Linked DNA regions of Mus musculus: all the other regions are linked to region 2. Evidence: chromatin contacts called from public HiChIP or PLAC-seq and promoter capture Hi-C data. All regions are on one chromosome and are shown on one strand. The core of a region is the stretch at or near the end of the contact, and the rest is flanking DNA. Distances in the headings are between cores, read along the strand shown.

Region 1 (4,065 bases), core at 575-3,074, 1.2 Mb after region 2:
TCTTAACCACTGGGCCATCTCTCTGGCCCCCAAACCCTTTTTATTCACATTTCTTGCATGGTCCAGGGCAGTCTAACTGGTTCCTGTGTTTCCTGATCTAAACTGTTATCATTGTCTTCTACCAGAACTCATGTACTCTGTGTAGTCTTATGTAACTAGTAAGGCACATTTAATTTCGCTGAAAAAATATAGTGTGTCTTCCTGTTAAATCTTTATTAGAAATATTGATGAAGTCTACTAGAACTTAAATTGGAAGATGTTTTAAAAGTGTTTGGTGTTTTCAAGAATCATGGTTCTATTTTTATTTTTTTCTTTTGTAATAATCTTTGACAAAATTTTGATGGCATCTATTTATCCTGGTTGTTTTGTTTTTGAGACAGGGTCTCGCTGCCTAGAACTCACAAAGACATGTCTATATCTTTGACCCTGGAATACTATGATTAAAGGCATGTGCCACCATCCTTGGCCTTATTCATGGGTATTTTCTAACTATTAACTAGAATGTGAAATATGTATTTGTTTTTCTTGCCCTTACACAACTGTTAATGAAACAGGATTATAGTGCCACAAGTGAGTGTCTGTCCCTCCTCCCGCCTCCATGTGTTGAGGTCAGGGCTGCTGGGACCTGTAGGACCCAGGCCTACCAGGTCAAGGCCATTGGTATTATGCTTTCAAGATGCATGGGAATCTCATCTCTTGCTTTCCCCTTTTGCTTCCTGACTGTGAAGTGAACACTGCCTGCCCCGTGTGTTCTCACCTTGGTGCGCTGCCCTGCCACAGCCCCCAGACATGGGACCAGTTGATCATGGACTTAAAACCTCCATAACCATGCAATAAAATCAACCTTTCTGTGAGAGTGAAGTCCAGGCCTCATGCGTGCTAGGCTGGCACTGTCCTGCTGGCCCAGCATCTGCTCTGTGTTGCTACAGCCATAGGACACTGATTTAAGCAGACATGCTTCTAAGGTAGCTGCTGCGGCGGTTGTCCTTTCTTGTTTATGGTTTGCCTTATTTCTGCTGAGAGATTGTTTCATCTTGAGAAATAGTATTTTCTCAAACAGTACTCGTTTTGAAGATATTTCCAGTATATTCTAAATGATTTTTATTCATTTTTGTTGTCGATATGGAAATAAGGGAGAGGTGGGATATTTGTCTTATAATGAGTCCAAGTGGTTACTATTTTCTGCTTTAGTTAAGAGTGCCATTCCATTTTCTCTTCCCTGGAGTTCTGAAGGTAAGTAGAATGTGTCTCACAGCCCCAGGTTGTGAGAATCATGGTTCGCCCGTGTCTGTGTATGCACACGTGATGCACATGCATCCTGACTGATCTTTGTTAAATGTCCTGGGTCCATAGGTTTCCGACTTGCCTGACATAGAAAACGTTGAGGTCTTCTTCATAGGAGCATGTGCATCATCCTGAGCCTCGGAGGCGTGACTTGGGTTTTGGGGAGTTTTGTTTTTTGAACAGATTTTCCAATCTTAAAACTCACTTTAAAAAAAAAAAACTCACTTTTTTGAAAATACAACTATTTACTCTTCTAGGTTTGTCTTAGAAATGGGCATAATAAGAAACATTTTTGGCAACTTCTTTGTCCTGGTTGGTTTCTGTCGTGATGAGCACCGTAACCAGCAGCATTTTGGAGAAGAGAGGGTTTGTTTGGCTTACGGCTCACATCATCAAGGATGTCACTGGATGATCTGTTTATGGTGTGAAGAATAGTTCTTCCTGGGTCCAGTCACCAGCAGGAAATTACAGTTGTGTGATTGTACTGTGGAGCAGTGAACAAGGAGCACTGGCAAGAGGTTTCCTGTCTGGCTAAGGAAGTCTACGGGGGTTGTTACAGGGGCAGCTGCATCACCCAAAGCCATGTTCCTGGAGTTTACTGCACTGCCTGAGGCAGCCCCACAGCTCGGTGTCCCCTCTCTCCCCCTCTCTCTGGCACTTGCTATTGCATACTTCACCTTTAGAGGGGCCCTATAGGACTTAAAGGGTTGGGGAGTGGTCTGCAACCTAGGAAGTTTGCTTTCTTCCTGGTTTCTTGGGTGCCCCCTAGAGTGTTGCAATGTGGAGGACTTTGTTACACAGTAGTTCTGCCCCAGGATGTTGAACTGCTGCTGCCTCTGGGTTAGCTTTGTGAATAACTGTTGAATAGGCGAAGGCCCTTGGAGTGTTGTGAATAGGAGTGAATGAAACATGACCCCACCCTCACAGGCCTTCTGGAATATGCCATTAGTAAATAAATGTGAAAGTGTGCTGAGAAAAACAACTTTTAGGGACTCTATAAAGGGAGTACAGGTGGTGATGGTGAGGGACCAGCACAAGGTGGGTTCATGGAAAAACTTGGCATGACTTCCTGAAGACCAGAACTTTTAGCCATTTGAAGGACTAGGGATAACCTTTTTTGTGCCCTGTATAAAGGCTGTCTTTGTTATTACTCTAATGCTGATTTCCATCTGGAAGAAAGTAGAGTACAGGCTGGACTTTGGTATTGTTATTTTTATGAGGCACTGCCTGTCCTGGGGTTTTCTAAACTTCTTCTCCATCACCTTATGATTGGTCAATAAAGAGCTGATCAGCCAATTAGCTGCATGGAAGAAAATAGGATGAGACTTCAGATTCAAATGGGAGGGTCCAAGGGAGAGGAGAGAGAAAGAAAAGAGAGGGCATAGGACCCAGAAAATGTGTTTGCCACGGGATTTGCCAGGAAGACACACCTGGAACAGCAGACCAGTGCAAGAATCAAACTGCAGGTAACAAGGGGCGGGGGGCTGGGATAAATAGCTTAGCGGGTTATAATAGCTCAGGTCGTCAGCTTGTTAATAATAATACCAGATCTCTGCATATATTACTCAGGATCTAAAGTGGACTGGTAAAGAGGGTATAGAAACACCCTATTGTTATCTAGGGCAGGTAAGGAAGTGAGACAAACCCGGATGGGCTCAAGAAGAGCACATGGCTTGACTGTCCCAGTGATGCAGAAATGCACAAATGCTATAGGCAGTCAGGATAGGCAGGGGATGCCAAAGCTCAGTCTTACATGAGCAGCACTTCCTATCTAAATAATGCATAGCTATGTGCCTCATGCGGGTTCTCAGACTCTGGAATCAGCAGGGCCTTCATGCACAGTAGCTGTTGGTTGGTTGGTTGGTTGGTTGGTTGGTTGGACAGGATCTCATTTTGTAACCCTGACTGTCGTGAACTTTGAGAAATCTTCCTTTCTCTGCCTCCTAAGTACTGAGATTAAAGGCATGTGTCACCATGCCCAGCAAGTTGATTATATTTGATACAGCCTTCAGTGATCCCTCATTCTTAGCTTTAAGGGTTGTTCTTTAAATGAGTAGTGTGTGCCAATTGTAAAATGTAGTTGGTTTCATTATAGCATTGCTGTAAGTGCATGTAATGTACAAACAAGGCTGCCTTGTTCCCAACCTTGCAGCAGACCATTGCTCTTCCTGTGAAGGTAACCGCCTGCTTTGTCAGTATCCGCTCTGGACATCACTTCCCGTACATACACTGGTCTCCAATCCTGGAGGCCCCAGCCCCTCCCCTGAGCATTTTCCCATGAGTATCTTCACTAGGAAGTTGGGGAAGCCAGTGTCTCCAACTCTCCTCACCAGGATCCCCTGTGAAGACCCCCTATCCTGCTAACTTGAGCTCAGTAGTTCAGAATCTCCCCATCCATCTCTCTGTTCTCCGGAAATTAGCTGTCCTCTTGACTATATTAAAGTGAGTCAGGCAGTGGATAACCAAGGAAGAAGTAGGGATAGCGAGCGTAGACCAGAGAAGCTCTGGTGGGCACACCAACAGAGAATGGTGCTGGAAAGCACAAGTGGAGAGTGCTTTGGGCACAAGCCATTAGTACAGATATTGAGCATTGCTTGGGGATGATCTGGCAGAAAAGAGAATGAAGCTAAAAAGCTTTCAGGGTGATTCAGCAACATCCTGCCTGACAGGTGACGTTGTCGGCTGTTCTTTTCAGGAATGAAAAACTTCAGGTTACAAATCTTCTAGAAACATGCAGTCTGGATTTGCCTTCCTGGGACTGATCCAGGCCACTGTTGAGAG
Region 2 (3,883 bases), core at 796-3,295:
AGAAGGCACCAGTAGTAAACAAGTGTCCTTTACAGACGCTTATTGTCACCAGATACAGCCTGGCGGTTCACCCCTCACAAAACCCCACAGGCAACAGGTATTCTCATAGATGATTCTAGTCTGTGGTCACAGCAGAGCTCTGGGAACTGCTCAGAGGGAGAGCCAGAAAGTTCAACTTGTTTATGGACAGCCTTATTCCAGAAGAAGCCACTGAGTAAACCAGCGACCCTTCCTGATGCTTTCCTGACTCAGACATTCATTTGTTAAATTAAAACTACAACAAAGAGCGAATTTAAAGCAATAAAAACAGGCCTAATCTTGACAACGTTGCTCAGCCACTGGGAGCGGCTGGGATGGAGATCTAAACCAGGCTTGTCACTCCGGGCCTCCACACTCACTTGCTTTTGGGAACCTGTCCAAATGATGTGTCTGCCAGGGGATGTGTCATGAGAATGGAGCTAATTATCCACATAAGCCACACATTGGTGGAACCTATCACCAGAGGGAAACGGAGGTTATCTCAAGACCTTAGCCAGACAGGCGGCCAAGGAAATGCGTACTGGCTAACCTTGAGTAACTTTGCCCCAAGCTGTCACAGGATGACTGCTTTGAGGACTTGGGTCCAAGGGTCTCAGAGCCCCGGGAGGCCACGTACTGGGGGGAAGTCTGCTCAGAAGCTATATTGATCCCTCCTGCCCTACCGCTTACCCGGCTCTTTGCCTCACATTTTATTCTTCCCCCCTCCCCCGTCTCTATCAAGGTCTCTCTCCAGTTTCCTCCACTCTTCCAGTCCTTTTGCTGTCCTTAGGAAGCAAAGGGGAAGCCACTGCTGTTTGAGAAAAACAACAGTCACAGCCAACCAGGACCGTCACACGGCCTGAGAGGAGGCGGCCATGGCTAATCAAATCCGAATGCGGACCCGGCTCAGGGGTGGGGACCCTGGGTTGGCCGGACAGATCCAGGCGGGGCGGCCTCCTCCTAGGAGAGGTGGAAAAGATTGCTGCGTGGCACCTCGCTTTCAGGCTCAGCTGTCCCCGGGGCAGAATACAGATGGGGCCTCTACTGGGCAGGACCTGAGCAGCGATCATACCTGCTGCGATCACCCCAGTTTCGATACTCTATAACGGTCTCTACCCTTTCCAGCAAACCCATTCCAGCCTCTACTGGTTCTCCACAGCAGCTGGGACCCAGTAGCTGTCAGCTCTGGATGTCGCCTCCGCTTCTTCACTAGAGGCTCGTTCTTTGGGACAGTCAGGCGAGAGTCCTGCTGACCTTGTCCCTTTCCCCAGCCATCTCATTTATCCTCCAAGAGTGTGCGCCCCAGACTCCGTGCCGGTTCCCAGCCCTTTCTGAACGACCATTCAGGAAAGCCGGGGTCTAGGATGTCCTCCGTCAGGTGCCGAATAGTAGAGTTTTAAGTAACTCTTCCCGCGGACTTCATCGCACTTGGATGAGCTCCTCACTAAGTTCCTCCCCCACAAAGCCCCTCCCGAAAACCGCATCTCCCCGCATCCCCCGGTGCCCCCAGTCCCGCAGCCCCGCACCTTGCCGCAGCGGCGTGCGCGCCAGCTCAGACCGGTCCTCGGGGAAGGCATCGCGGAGGCGCTTGCACAGGCGGCCCAGGTCGGCGAAGCTGCGGTGCAGGTAGAGCACGCTGCGGTCCGACCACTCGGTGCGGATTTCGAAGAACTCCTCCTCATCGCCGCGCCTGCTGACGATGAGCCTGCGGATCCCGTTCACCCAGCAACCGCGCACGAACATGTTCACGAGCGACGTGCCCTCAAACACCGCCGAGGCCATGCCGCGGGCGGCGCATGCCCCTGCCGCCGGGGGCGCCCTCGGCCCCCGCCTGGGGTCCGCCTGGGCAGAGTGAGTCCTGGCAGGGGCGATCAGGGGTTCTCCGTGGGACGCGCTCGATTCCCGCAACGGCGGTTAAGAGTCCCCGTGGGGGAGAAGTTGGTGCCCCGCGAATACGCCGCAGCTCTGCGCTCACTCTGGGGCGGCTACGTGTGGCCCGCGCGCTCAGGGCGGCGCCGCCAGGAGTCTGTGGGACTGAACGGGCTGCGGCTTTATAAGGCACTTCCCATCGCGGGCGGCGACGTCGAGTCCCGGCTGCGGCGCCTCCCTCCTGCCTCCCGCTGACCCGCCGCGGGCGGTCCCGGCCCAGAGCTGCACGCAAATCGCCTCCTCCCTGGTCTGCCAACTGCTAGGCGAGGCTGGTCCTGCGCTCTCCCCGCGCGCAAGGCGACTTTCTCCTCGTTCCCACTCTGGATCCTCGGGATTCTCCAGCCCCGAGTTGAGCACTCTGCCAGGCCCACACGGGGGTGGGATCGACACGTCGCTGGAGTCCAGAGTCCCGGGGCGGCGCCGCATGGGGCGGGGACGCGGGCTCAGACCAAGCGGGAATCCGGGCAGAGGGACTGGTGCTGGTCCCCGCGCCGCCCTTGACTCGCCTGGTCTGGGCCGGGACTCGGGCTGACCCGCCCCGTGTCCCATCGGTTACCGGCGACTCCGCCCCGGGTCCTCCCGCGCATTCCGGTCGTGCCTTAGCTTGACGGAGGCCCGGGACGAGGCGGGACAGACAGACCAGAAGGCAAGACCGTGTGGTTCTTAGAAGAGGATCCCCAGGAGGGTTGTCCGCCAAAAGAATATGGGACAGAATTGTAGGAGACCGGGGTCTCCCCGGAGAGAGCAACTCAGGAGGAGCTTAGGAAGTCCCCCTTGGCAGAACGACCCACAGAGAAGGAATGTACCGCATGGCTCCCAATTGAAAAACAGTGTCTAGCATTAAGAATTGTAGCTTGGTTCCAGACATTCTTCTACCTACAACCTGGGAGAAAGACTATGCTTTTTATACGCTTCTAAATAGTCAGTGAACAAAGACGTTAGGCAACAGGTATTCCTTCTCTGGACCTCACTGACCCTGATTTCCGTTGACCGGTCATCCCCGGCAGGGGGCGGGTACTTAGATCGCTCGTGTCACTGCAGAAATCAGTCCTCCTATTTACCAAAAAGTTCTGCTCAGGCACGCCTATGCCAATCCCCACTACTGCCTGGAGCCATGTCCCTTCTGAAGCTGTCTCCTATCACAGCATCATCCCCAGGACCCCCCAGAAATACACTTTTTTAAGCACCCCATCTTTAGGGTAGAGTTTGCTGGGTGGGAACAACCAAGTCTCCAGTTCAGTTCGCTGCTGCTCGAGTGGCCTAGCTCTGTGAGGCTAGCCACCACTTTGAGTCTGTCATTCCTGGGCGCTGAAGAAAGTGTTTTCTTATTAATAGAAGTTGCTTCAAGAGATCTGGAAGTAAAACGAGATGGCAGAGTAAAAGCAGTCACTGTTGGGAAGTCACTGGTTAGAACACGCTATCTTTTATGCCGCTTAGATCATTCATTAATCACTTTTCTATACAGCCTAGAAACTTCATTTTACTACTTTAAAAAAAAAAGATGATAGGGGTCTGGAGTGCCTCACGTATGTAATTCAAGTAGCCCAGGCAGGGACAGGAAGACCTTTTAAAGCTGGAGGCCAACCTGGGATACCACAGTGCTTTCCAGGTTAACACACACACACACACACACACACACACACACACACCTCAGAACAAGAATAAACACCAAGTCCCTATTCTCTGTGATATAAGATCTCACTTTGTAGCCCAGGCTGACTCAAACCACTGATCCTTCTGCCTTAGTCTCTGGAGTGCTGAGTTTGGAGGCATGTGCCACTCTGAAATGGTCTTTGAATCATCTTTTTTTCATATCTTAAATTTTCCCACTTGATGAATAAGTAGAATAATTTCTGGAATATGTGCATTCCCCGAAACATTTGAGACCTAAACTTTGAAAATTGGATGAACTTGACAGGAGCAAAAGTGTTTGCTT
Region 3 (3,921 bases), core at 975-3,474, 1.2 Mb after region 2:
CAAGATAAAGGAGCACATTAAGGACGTGGAGCCAGCGTATGGACAAGACCCTCACACTTGCACAGTACCATTCCAGACCCAGAGACCTAACTGGTATCCCCTCCCCATTCAGAAGAGTGAATTGCCCAAATCCCACCTCTGCTTTGATTTCTCTTCCGTTTTCAAACCAGTACAAAATCTCTACCACAAAAGAACAGTGAATGGACTCCTTAAGCCCACCAGGTCTCTTCATGCTAACAGTTACATGCTTTGCCATTTGTATTTCATCTGTGAACTCACAGCTTTTCTTGGTAGTTTAATTTGTTGTTTTGGATGTGTTTTAAAGCAAAATCTGTTCTTCAGATGGTTCTTAGCTTACAGTAGAGCTATGTTTTGACTAACCTACTGCAACTTGAAAATACCCTAAAGTCAAAAGCAGCTGCCACCCTTGGTACCACCCACAGAGCTCTGCAAAGGTGTGGTAGAGATCCAGGTGTTTACCCTCCTGCTTGCTTCCTCCAGTCACCTTGCTAGCTGGAAGCTTGGCTCACCACCACAAAACAATCTGTTGACAGCAGCTGAAGGATGGCTATGCAGACTTGACACATTTAGAGAAGAGAGAACAGGAAGGGAGACGCAGTCAGGGTTACTGACAGGGAGGGAGTGGCAGTGGGAACCGAGAGAGTAGCATCCCCAAAACAAGTGGCTTCAAGAGGGGATGATTAAGAATGCCAGGCCACATTAGAGCTTCGAGGCTTCAGGCGTGTGGAGGAGTAAGTTGGTAAGTCCTTTGTACTAGGTTTTGGGGGAGAATATTTCAGGGCTTTGTATACTTAGTCAAGCACACAATGGTAGATTAAGGAATATATATTCGTAAAAACTGACTTTACTTAGGGAATAAGAGTGGAAATGGGCAGTAACTGACTGGAAGAACACACAGACATGTGAAGAGAGGCGTCTGCCAGTGAGTACACAGAGCAGACCTTTGAGCTCTGTAGAGGCATCACGATAGGAGTCTGCTTTGAGATACTGATGCTACAAGATGGGTTTTTTGTTGTTGTTGTTGTTTTGGGGTTTTTTTGTTTTTGTTTTTTGTTTGGTTGGTTGGTTGGTTTTTTGGATTTTCGAGACAAGAGTTTCTCTGTGTAGACCTGGCTGTCATGGAACTCACTTTGTAGACCAGGCTGGCCTTCAACTCAGAAATCTGCCTGCCTCTGCCTCCCGAGAGCTGGGACTAAAGGTGTGCGCCACCACGATTTCTGTCGATGTAGTCAAGTCACCCTGCCTCCTAAACAGCCTTGTCTGCCAGTAGACTTCCATGTGCATGCAAGTGTCCACTTAGGGTTTGAGTTGTGTTTTGTGGGCTGTAGAACAGCCTTGTTATATTTCATACAGGGTTGAGTTTTATTCCTCTGATGGATGAGCTCTGTTAGCAGAAGGCTGGGTTTCTAACAACAGAGTAACAGCTTATAATTGAGAACATTTTTAATTAAACCCAGTGGGTGAGATGTACAAATGTTTCTTCTGTGAAGAGCCTATCTTGTGCCTGATATATTCTGTATTTAGTTTAGTTTTGACATGCTTTGGGGTTTGTATTATGTTCTTTGCTTTTCTTTTTGCTGTAAAATATGTAGCTAAAGCAGCTTAGAAGAGGAGATTCATTGGGGCTCACAGTTTAAGAGAACACAGTCGTGACAGGGTCTCAAAGCCAGGAGTTGCTCACTGTCACAGCGGAGGGAGCACAGTCAGTCATGACAGGGAGGCAGGGCTGGGAGCTACTTTTGTGGCCAAGGGAGCTTTGCTGACAGCTCTGCCGCTCAGGAAGTAGGTGACAGGTATGAGCCCACACTCCTCAGCCACCAGCTTCTCCAGCTAAGCCCTTCTAAAGGTTCCCAGACCACTTCTAACCTCCACCCGCTGGTTCAAACACACGAGCCTGGCCAGAGCCTTTATAGTCAAGTCATTACAGGGCTGAGTGTTTTGCTCATGGAACATGAGTTTTAAAGTGAGTGTTTTGGCAAAATTTTTAAAATTTAAGATAAATTCAGATAAACTGTAGTTTTTAACTTTTCTGTGGTGTTATGAAAATAGAGCCAGACAAAAAATTCCCAGCCTCAGAATTTCTAGTTATTTTTAGCCCCTCTACAGTTCCATCTTTGTCTCTCCATTTAATAAAGCTAGGCTGTACAGCATAGTACCAGTCATTCAGACACACAACAGAAATTCCTTTATGTGACTTTTTCAAGCTTTCCATTTAGCATGTTTGGTCTGTGTGGCCTGAGAGAAACAGCAACGCTGTCTGCTGTTGTGAGGCAGCTGAAGAGGACACAGTTGTGAAGTGAGTGCATGGTTGTGTTTGCAGTTGTGGCATTGTGTGAAGTGGTTCTGATTCACCCTGTGTATTCAGCACACACATGAAGGCTTGGTTCAGTTTGTAATTTGTGGAGTATAAAAGCAGCAGACACACACACACACGTTAATTTGTACCAGATGCTATTCTGCACGTATTCAGGAGAGAGGGGGAAGGGGGAGGAGGAGAGAGAGAAAGATAGACAAACCTGGGAATGTGGCTTATTAGCCTTGTCTTTTTTTCAGCAGCATTTCCCTTAATGTTTTTAATTTATTTTGATTTGGGTAAACCTCTTAAGAAGAAAGTGAATCGGGGCTGGCAAGACAGTTAGGTAGATAAACTCATTTGCTGCCAAGTCTGACAGCTTGAGTTTGATTGATTCAAAAATGGGTGGATAATGTAACAAGTGTCAGAACTTCCAGCGAGAAAGATCCGTTTCATCTTTTTATTCATAGAGAACTTTTGATCTCATTGAGGCAGAGTGGCCTTGTACACACTCACGTATGCGCTGTGATCTCACTGCTGTGCGTCTAGTGCCCACAGGACAGGGGAGAAGTAGATCAGGCCATCACTGTGCTGTGCGGTAGTCGGGATGGGTGGAAATTCACACATGCTAATAACCTAAGCAACAGCCTTTCTCCTTTGTCTTTGTTCTGGAAGTTAGCTTAATATGTAACACTTTGGAAAACATGTGAAGTGCAGCAGCCTTACTTCTGCCAACCTGCATTAAGAATAAACCGGGTGAATGCAATAATGAAGGTAGTAACACGAGGCATAGTGTGCTGGGCTTTAAGATGGTTCAAGATGGTTGAATGCCCGGGCACATAGGCAGGGGATGCAGCCACATGTAGCACAGCCATGGAGTCTTCCTCTCACCTGCCCACTGGCTCTCCTGCTCTCCGCCTGCCTAGCGTGAACATGTGTGGTTATCTCCAATTCCTTCCTTGGAATCCCTTAGCTGCGTTCCCAACTAGTAAGTAGACAGCTTTAAACCCCCCATGCTCACTGTAAGGTTGGGGCGCTCTGTGAAATCCACACTTGGCCTCCCAAGAGCTTCCTCACAGCCTGGTAAGCCTTACACTCGGGTGAGATGAGATGATATTTGTGTTTACTGGTGCTTCGTTTTTCTTTATGGGTCGCTTAGAATTTGTCCCACTCTGTTTGTAGTGCTGGCTGTACTGATGTGGAAGAGAAAGTTATGCAGTCTCAATCTTCTTATGCACAGCATCTCTGCCTGACTTTGTGGTGCCTCTGTTTTGTGCACATGCACATGTGTTCAGTGTTGGCATTGGGAATGGCTATGTGCTTCACCACCGCTTAGGCCTTGGGAACTATTATGCTGGGTTCCTCATAAGAAACTGTTGTGTAGCTGTGGGCCACTGTACCCCTGGTGGCAGTATTTGGTACTGTTAGTCAGAGGTTCTTTTTATGCCAAGAGCCGCGTAGATGGTCTTCTGTTATGTAGGCTGTGTGAGGTCGAGTAGAAGATGCATAGCTCTCAGGTGTATAGAATCTTAACAGACGTATGCACTTGTATAACTACTGTCTGCTAGACACCGGGACCGTTGTCATCCATGAAATTCACTGTGTTC

The links. Promoter capture Hi-C pulls out the DNA fragments that hold promoters and counts their contacts. HiChIP or PLAC-seq counts read pairs in DNA pulled down with a chosen protein or histone mark.
Region 1: an H3K4me3 HiChIP or PLAC-seq map of embryonic stem cells shows a contact between it and region 2, with 4 times the contacts expected there. The contact joins the enhancer-like site here to the promoter of Pxdc1 in region 2. A contact is called at or near these places in 3 of 39 promoter capture datasets (hippocampal neurons, pre-B cells and stem cell-derived epiblast-like cells), 2 of 115 datasets of contacts at active chromatin or transcription factors (embryonic stem cells and forebrain) and 1 of 9 other capture datasets (liver).
Region 3: a contact with region 2 is called in a promoter capture Hi-C map of pre-B cells, with 4 times the contacts expected there. The contact joins the enhancer-like site here to the promoter of Pxdc1 in region 2. A contact is called at or near these places in 10 of 39 promoter capture datasets (3T3-L1-derived adipocytes, the C10 cell line, the HPC-7 cell line and 7 more) and 1 of 115 datasets of contacts at active chromatin or transcription factors (stem cell-derived neural progenitor cells).

The regions. Positions count from the first base shown.
Region 1 is chr13:35,850,882-35,854,946 of GRCm38.p6, forward strand. The region is part of intron 5 of Cdyl (chromodomain protein, Y chromosome-like); the gene reads left to right. Among named protein-coding and RNA genes, the nearest start is that of Rpp40, 53 kb to the right of the region's middle. Within about 2 kb of position 1,825, at least 18 of the 459 cell types and tissues checked have an H3K27ac peak or open chromatin away from gene starts, as enhancers often do. A contact at or near this core is called in embryonic stem cells, where this site is marked.
Region 2 is chr13:34,650,636-34,654,518 of GRCm38.p6, forward strand. Pxdc1 (PX domain containing 1) reads right to left here and starts at 2,046. Exons shown (of 5, transcript NM_025831.3): 1 at 1,545-2,046. The coding sequence starts at 1,800. It overlaps Gm15908 (predicted gene 15908), which reads left to right and starts at 2,288. Exons shown (of 4, transcript NR_105041.1): 1 at 2,288-2,593.
Region 3 is chr13:35,803,522-35,807,442 of GRCm38.p6, forward strand. The region is part of intron 4 of Cdyl (chromodomain protein, Y chromosome-like); the gene reads left to right. Among named protein-coding and RNA genes, the nearest start is that of Rpp40, 100 kb to the right of the region's middle. Within about 2 kb of position 2,225, at least 29 of the 459 cell types and tissues checked have an H3K27ac peak or open chromatin away from gene starts, as enhancers often do.